Linked DNA regions of Canis lupus: region 2 is linked to region 1. A link is a contact called in public Hi-C data. All regions are on one chromosome and are shown on one strand. The core of a region is the stretch at or near the end of the contact, and the rest is flanking DNA. Distances in the headings are between cores, read along the strand shown.

Region 1 (3,508 bases), core at 52-2,551:
TGGATCCATCTTCCTGAGAGAGAGACAGGGTTTGGGGGGGCATCTGGGGAGGCAGGGAGAGCTCCCCATCCCCCTCCGGCACTGACTGCCGCCCACTGCCCTCACCACCTGTCCTGGGGCCTCCCCTGGCTTCTCCCGAACGGCTCTGCCTCTGCCCCCTGAGTTTTGCTCTGTTGCTCTCTCGACCTGCGGGTGTCTCTTCCATCTCTGTCCCTGTGTCAGTCTCTGTCTCTGAGTTTTTGTGTCTCTCTGTCCCTGTCTCTTGCTCCCTTGCCAGGCGACTGTCCCCCACGTTGATCCGACTTCCCATCAATGTGTAACCTTTATCTTCGTGTCTGTGTGTGCCTTGGGGTTATGCGTGTGGACATGCATATGTCAGAGGATGCATGTATGGATATGCATGTCTGAGTGTGTGTGTACACATGTGTGTTTGAGTCCAGAGACGTGTGTGTGGACATGTGAATGGTAATGTTTGTGCATGCACGGGGATGCAGGAGCCCAGGGCTGTGTGGTACCTGGACGTGTGTGTGACTAATGCCCATAAGCAGGCTGTGGGACGCTACAGGGAGTCCCCGAAGCAGCGAGGAGCTCTGCAGGTCCCTTGGGACAGGGCCTGGGTCTCCTTCCTGTTTCCCTCCAACACAGGCAGGAAGGAGCAGGTCAGCAGGTACGCTAGGTGAGTGAGTGGCCAGGTGTGAACTCAGCTGTGAACTCCTGCTCACTCGCAAGCGCAGCCCCTCCCTCTGCCTCTGGGCCCATCCCCCCTTCCCCCTCTTCCATAGCCAGCTGCCAGCAGGGCAAGGGAGCTGGGGCCAGGACAGGCCACCAGGCCATGGGCATCCGTGGGGTGGCTGGCTGGGCGGCCCCGGTGTGAGCTCATACATCAGGGCTGACAGGCTCCGAAAGCCCCGGAATTAAAACCTAAATCGAATATTGATCACCCGCTCCGGCCGTGGCGCCCACTACGGCTCCCCCTCAACTCCCCCGCGCTTGCTCCCTGCTCCCCGGCTCTCAAGCGGCACCACTGTCCTGTCTTTCTCTCTGTCTCTTTTGCCTCCTCTCTCCCCTGCTGCTCACCCCAGCCCTACTTCTTCTGGTGACTTGTCTCTGTCCCTAGCAGGTGCCAGAGACAGAGAGAGAAATACCCAGAGACAGAGAGAGAGAGAGAGAGAGAGACACAGGGATGCACAAAACAGACCTGGATGTGAAACAGTTAAACACGAGCCCCAAGTCAGACCCAGAGCAAGCAGCACATAGACACAAATCCAAGCAGACAGACAGACAGACCCAAGCACACAGGTACCCACAGATAAGCACAGAGGAAGTCACACACAGTCACACCCTTGAAGTCACACAGACACTCACACACAAATACCACACGCATGGTGCACACAGAGAAAGTTACACTCAGACACAGACGGGCACACAGACCTCCATAGGCCCATGGAGTTACAGCCACACACCCAGGATCACAAAGGTGTGACACAGATGGAGAGACAGGCACAGTCACAAAGCAAGTTACAACAACACAGAGCAGAACAGAAAGCACAGCCGTTCATACAAGGTAGAGAGACACACAGCTCCAAGTGGCAGAAAACACACACACACACACACACACACACTCCCCATCCTCCTGTTCCCATTCATGCTGACACAACTTGTAGCCACCTCCCTCTGACTCACCCACCCCAGATGCCACCCCAGTTCTGGCTCTAGAACCTGCACAGAGAGGAGGCTCTCCGACCTCACTCCCCCTGCCCCCAAACCAACACTGAGCGGCCCCCTCCATGCCTCAGGGTCCTGGGCTGGTCCCCGAAGGGATCTAGAGAGGTGGACTCCGGAGAGGACTGAAAGGGCTCCCCACCAGAGAGGGACAGGGACAGGGCCAAGGTCATGCTGCCTGCTGGAGCTGGTCCAGAGATCTGAGGCCACGGCTCAGACCACCTGTGGGATGGCTGGACAGTGGGAAGAACTTGGCTGGGCCACGAGGGCTGGGGCCCCAGCGGTGGGCGGGGGCACTGCCCCGCCCCCGCCCCCGCCCCCCACCCCCACCCCAGGCTTCCCGGCTGGGGCGGGCTGCGGTGGAGGCGGGCGGTGGCGGCTGCCGGGGAGAAGATGAATCTTTCATGAGTGATTTGCGGCCGCCTCTTCTCGTCCCGTGTTGTTTAATGTTTCAATTTGGGCGAAAGCAAAACATTCAATCAGGCGGATTAAGTGCGTAATGCGTCTCATCGCTCAATCTGTCGCCTCCGCCGGGCAGCCCGCCGGGTGGGGGGGGATTAGGAGGGGGTGGCGGGCAAAGACCCTGACCAGGGGAGCCGGGTCCCCAGCTTCACTCCTAAGCTGTGCCTTGGGAGGCCCCTCGGCCTGGAACCCCCCCAGCCCACAGTCTCCCCGAATCCTGGGCTCAGCCTCACCCCCACGTACCGCTTTCTGCTCCATCTCAGGGTGTCCACTTGGCTTTTGGGGCCCTGGCTCTTCTGTACCCCTCTGTCCACCTGCCAGGCTCTCTCTCCGGGTTGTGTCAGCCTGTCTTTCTCCATCCACGTCTAGTGTCCCTCTGTCTCCCCATGAGTGTCTGCCCATCTCTATCTCTGCCCTTTGCTCTGTGCCTGCACCTCCTTATCTCTCCGTCTCCCTGTCTTCTCACTGCCTGCTCCCCAGGGCTCCCTCTTCCTTACATCTCCCCTCTCTAGATCCATCGGTCATCCCCTCCCCACCCCCCACCCCCCCGTCACACTGTCCTTCTGTCCACACGGCCCTGTCTGTCTCTCAAACTGGCTGTCCCCGAGCCTTTACATCAGCACAGCGTCCCTCCGTCTAACACCAGTCTGTCCCCACTCCGCCCGACCCCTAACCTGCGCATCCCCAATGCCCAGTCTCCTCTCTCAACCAGAGCTCAGTCCTCTGCCTGCCCGACCCTTGCCCCTCTGTCCGCCTACGTCTCTGTCCCCTGTTCATCTCTGTCCCAGTCTGTGTTCACCTGTCTCTCTGTCTCGCTCCCCTGTGGGTCGGTCCCTCTGCCTTCCCTTGACCTTGTCCGCTCCCTGTCCCCGGCTGCCCAATCTCCACGTCCACTAGGGGGCAGCAGGCACAGGCTTTTCAGGTGGGGAGGCTGGCAGGATGGCTGAGGGGCTTCCCAGCCCAGCCCAGTGCCTGGGTGCGGACCTCCCCCTTCAGGAGCACCCACGCCAACCAGCCCCTCCTCCTCAGACTCAGAAGTCGGGGTCCCCAGCCATCTTCTCTCTCAATAGCAGGGGTCCCACCGTCCAGCTCCCTTCCCTCTCTTCAGGCAGCCTGTGAGCTGGGGTGGGGGTTGGGGGTGGGAGGGTGTGCTGGAGATTTTAGCTGGGGGCCTGGCAGGCAGTAACCAGAAGTGTCACCACTGCCTGCTGCGGAGACCCACGGGGCTGCGAGGCCAGGGTCTGACAACGTGTGCAGGCACAGGGACACACACAGGATTCCAGGAAACACACGGGTAATCAGATTCAGTCCTAGCACGCAAGAG
Region 2 (3,857 bases), core at 1,297-3,796, 50 kb after region 1:
CCCTGCCCCCTTTATTTATTGATTTTTTAAAGATTTTATTTATTTATTCATGAAAGACAGAGAGAGAGAGAGAGAGAGAGAGAGAGAGAGAGAGGCAGAGACACAGACAGAGGGAGAAGCAGGCTCCTTGCAGGGAGCCTGACGGGACTCAATCCCAGGACTCCGGGATCATGCCCTGAGCCAAAGGCAGACGCTAAACCGCTGAGCCACCCGCTGAGTACCCCCTGCCCCCTTCAAAATCCTGTCATGGTGCTAATTCATTTGCCCCTCAGCCTTGGGATGGGGCTGTCACCCTCCCATGCTAGGAGGGGACCTCAGCGTCAGAGGGTCCCGGTCCACCGGGGGGCTCACCCTGAACAGCAGCAGGGTCCCAGGCACCACGGCACAGAACAGCAGGATGATGCCCTCGGCTGTGATGATGTTGTTCTTGGTACCCTCTCCCATGTCCAGGAAGGGTCTGGGGAGCCGCTCTGGGAGGAGGGGGTGCTGCTCAGAGCACTGGTGCCTCCCCGCCCCAACCCTCCTGGCCTCCCAGCCCTGTCCCCACCCTCTGATGTCCGCGGCCCCATCCTGGTGGCGCAGATGGGGCAGCATGGCCGGGTGGCCTGGGAGCCACACCAGGGCTGGCACTCACCGCGCACGCGGAGGTAGGTGCCGCAGGACTGCTGGGAGCTGAGGATTTTTTGGTTGAGATCTTTCTCCTCCACCTGGCATCGGTACATGCCCATGTGGCTCTTGTTCACAGTGTCGATGGTCAGCTCGCCATTGGGGCCTTTGCCGTAGCTCAGGAAGATGTCGGGCCAGGTGGCGTTGCCTTGGAGGACGCGCCACCACGTGATGTTGAGCTTGCTGGACAGCCTGCTGCGGTTATGCAGGCACTGGAGGCGGGCTGTTTCCCCCAGGCTCACCGTCATCGATGGCGGGCCCCCGTCCACCCACAGGGCCTGGCTCCCGGGGCCTGTGGAGAGGAGGAGACAGGGACTGTGGATGGGCCCCAGCTCTGGCCTGCAGCAGCAGCACCCCTGGGCGCTTGTGTGTGTGTATGTGCGGAGGGTGTTGAAGACACTCCCGAGGAGGAGTGTAAGACACCTTGGGGTGGTGACACACCCCTGCAGGTCCCCACACCTCACCAGCGCCATCTCTTGCCACCCTCCCTGCCTGCGCTCTGTCCTTTGCCCCCAGAGAACTCAGTGGCGTTTGGATATTTGATTTCCTTGCAGTAGGAGTGCCCTGGACCAGGTAGCAACCTCCAGGATCAGTCTGGGCATCACCTCCTCCTCCTGAAGGCCTTCCAGGCTCGCTTTCCCAGCCCCCAGCTTCTCCTGGCACCTGGCACTTTATCTGGTGTAATCTTCACTAACCCCTTCGAGGTAGGTTCTCTCATTATCCCATTTTGTAGGTGGGACAGCTAAGGCCCAAGGAGGATGCGTTGATTGCCTGGCATCACCAGGGCAGCAAGAGAGGCTAGCATCTCAAAGTCTGAGCCTTTGGGCCTACCTTGCCCTGTGACCTCAAACCCGTCTTGTTCTTTGTAACTTGTGTGTGTAGACCTGGGGGTCAGGAGTGAGTTAGGTTGGCAACTGGGTGTGCGGAGGGTGGGGGTGGGGGGTTAGGGGAGGGCCTCAGCGAAGTGGTTGGCTGCTGGGGAAACCCCAGCTCCCAGTCCCCCAGGCAGGCCCACCCACCTGGCTGGCTCTGCTTCTTTTGGAGGGAGGAGGTGGGAGGTGAGGGAGAGAGGAGGAGGAAGAGGTGGAGAAAGAAGCAGCAACCTTAGGGGCGTGGGAGCCAATCCCTGGCCCCACTCCCAGTGTGTAACCCGGACAGTCACAGCCCCACCAGCTGGCATTGTATGGGGTGGAGGTGGGGAGGAAGCCCCAGGAGGGCAGTGTCTTGATGAGGAGCCCCCTTCCCCAGCACTGAGAAGGGGTTCCCTACACAGTGGGGTGACGGAGATTCAAGGCAAAGAAGGAGAAAGCTGTTTCTTCTCTCTGAAGCTGAGAGCTACCCCCAAGTCCCCTTCCTGCCCCCAGCTCTGGAGCTCAGTCAAGGGCAACCTTAGTTCCTTATTTTGACCTGTGGGGATGAGGGGGTGGGGAAGTCGTCTGTCGCCCTGTTCTCCGTCCATGTGGCTGTGGACACCCCTTCAACTTTGCCGAATCCCCTGCAGCCTCCCCTCGGACCTGCGGCCTGCTCAGGATGGTCAAGCAGGTGGATGCAGTTTCTTTAGGGGCTTTCCCGGCACCCCCCTACACCTGCTGGCTCTTCACTTCCACTCCCAGTGCCTTCGTCTCTGCCTCTGCCCTCTCTCCAGCCTCCTCAGTCCTCCCCGCCCCACCAGCCCCCACCTCCCAGCACCAGCCTGTTAGCCACGTACCCAGGCCACCAGCAGAGATTAGGAAGAGGAGAAAGGTGGTGGCACACAGCGCTTGGAGGAGTCCGGGACCCCCAGGCATCTTTCCCAGTGGGGTGGTTGGTCTGGGGAGCAGCAGTCCTGGGGTACCAGATTCCACCTCGGCTGCCCCGAAACCCCGCCCCACTTCCTGCCCAGCCCTGCCGGAGATGGGCTCCAATGGCCCCACGGCTGGGCCCCTTCAGCTGTGGGCTGGAGGAGGGGGGGCAGCCCCTGTCACTGTGCTTCAGGCCCGGAGTGGAGAGAAACCGCTCCCTGCACCTGTGGCCACAATTCCCCTGAGGGGAGGTTGCTGGGTGGGGGAAAGAGACCAGTCGAGGCCTGGCTCCTCACAGGCCAGCCCTGGGAAGGAAGCCTGAAGGAGCCAAAGTCTGAGGTGTCTCTTGCCTACTGGTGATCTGCCGGCCCGGAGCTTCTGGGCCTGGTCTCTGCTCTTCACTGGCTGTAGGCAAAGCTTATCTCCTCTCTTGAGCCTCCATGTCCTCACTTCTTGGTGCTGGAACCCAGGATTCAAAGGGGTTGTGCATGCAAAGCTCTGAACACAGGGCCCAGCCCATAGTAGCTGCTCAGTAAAAAGTGGTTACTACTAATGCTCATGAGGAAAAAAATGAGGCAGGTCGACCAGCTCTATGACTAGGGGTGGCTTCCTATTCTGAGCCTTGGCATTAAATTTTTTTTTTTTTTAATTTTAAAGTGGGACGCCTGGGTGGCTCAGCGGTTTGGTGCCTGCCCTTGACCCACGGCCTGATCCTGGAGTCTCCGGATTGAGTCCCATGTCGGGCTCCCTGCATGAGCCTGCTTCTCCCTCTGCATGTCTCTCTCTCTCTCTGTGTCTCTCATGAATAAATAAAATCTTAAAAAAATTTTGTTAAGTAATCTCTACACTCAACAGGGGGCTCAAACTCACAACCCCAAGGTCAAGAGTCACCAGCTCTTACTGACTGAGCCAGCTGGGCACCCCAGCCTTAGCATTTAGAGAAGAGGATGAGAATAACTCCGGTGTTGTAACATGAGATGATGTTCCCAGCACCTGAGTGAGAAGTTAGAGCCACGGAGGGTTCTTGAGGCAAGTCAGCCTCCCCACAAGTGGGCAAGGTAGGCCCCGCCCCATTGTACAGAGAAAACGGGCCCAGAGAGATGCCGTAGCTTGCCTGGTGTCATACGGCCTGGGAGTGGTGGAGCAGAAATTCAAAGTCACTTACGTGTGCCCACATACCTTGGAGCATCATTGTAGGTCATGTGGAAGGAAACTGAGTCCGAGGAGTGGGGGTGGGGAATTACAAGAGATTGTTGAGATGTTTGTGAGCAGTCGGGGGACCATCACGCTCACGCATAAGGAGACACTTAGGAAAAAATTTTACTGCAGGGACATTTTTAGTAGCAAATGTGGAAACAAAGAGTCCATGTAAGGGAGATGGGATGCACACATTGTGATGTAGGCAGCCCG

Evidence for each region. A called contact is a pair of places that touch in the nucleus more often than the background predicts.
Region 2: a Hi-C map of blood shows a contact between it and region 1, with 4 times the contacts expected there. The contact joins the promoter of CD79A here to the enhancer-like site in region 1. A contact is called at or near these places in 5 of 9 Hi-C or Micro-C datasets (amygdala and blood).

Annotation. Positions count from the first base shown.
Region 1 is chr1:113,103,025-113,106,532 of UU_Cfam_GSD_1.0, forward strand. No RefSeq gene overlaps it. Among named protein-coding and RNA genes, the nearest start is that of RABAC1, 18 kb to the left of the region's middle. Within about 2 kb of position 1,302, at least 2 of the 20 cell types and tissues checked have an H3K27ac peak or open chromatin away from gene starts, as enhancers often do. A contact at or near this core is called in blood, where this site is marked.
Region 2 is chr1:113,152,212-113,156,068 of UU_Cfam_GSD_1.0, forward strand. It overlaps CD79A (CD79a molecule), which reads right to left and starts at 2,547. Exons shown (of 5, transcript NM_001313834.1): 1 at 2,375-2,547; 2 at 635-958; 3 at 352-470. The coding sequence starts at 2,453. It overlaps LOC119867179 (a long non-coding RNA gene), which reads left to right. Exons shown (of 3, transcript XR_005354594.1): 2 at 1,221-1,370; 3 at 3,105-3,164.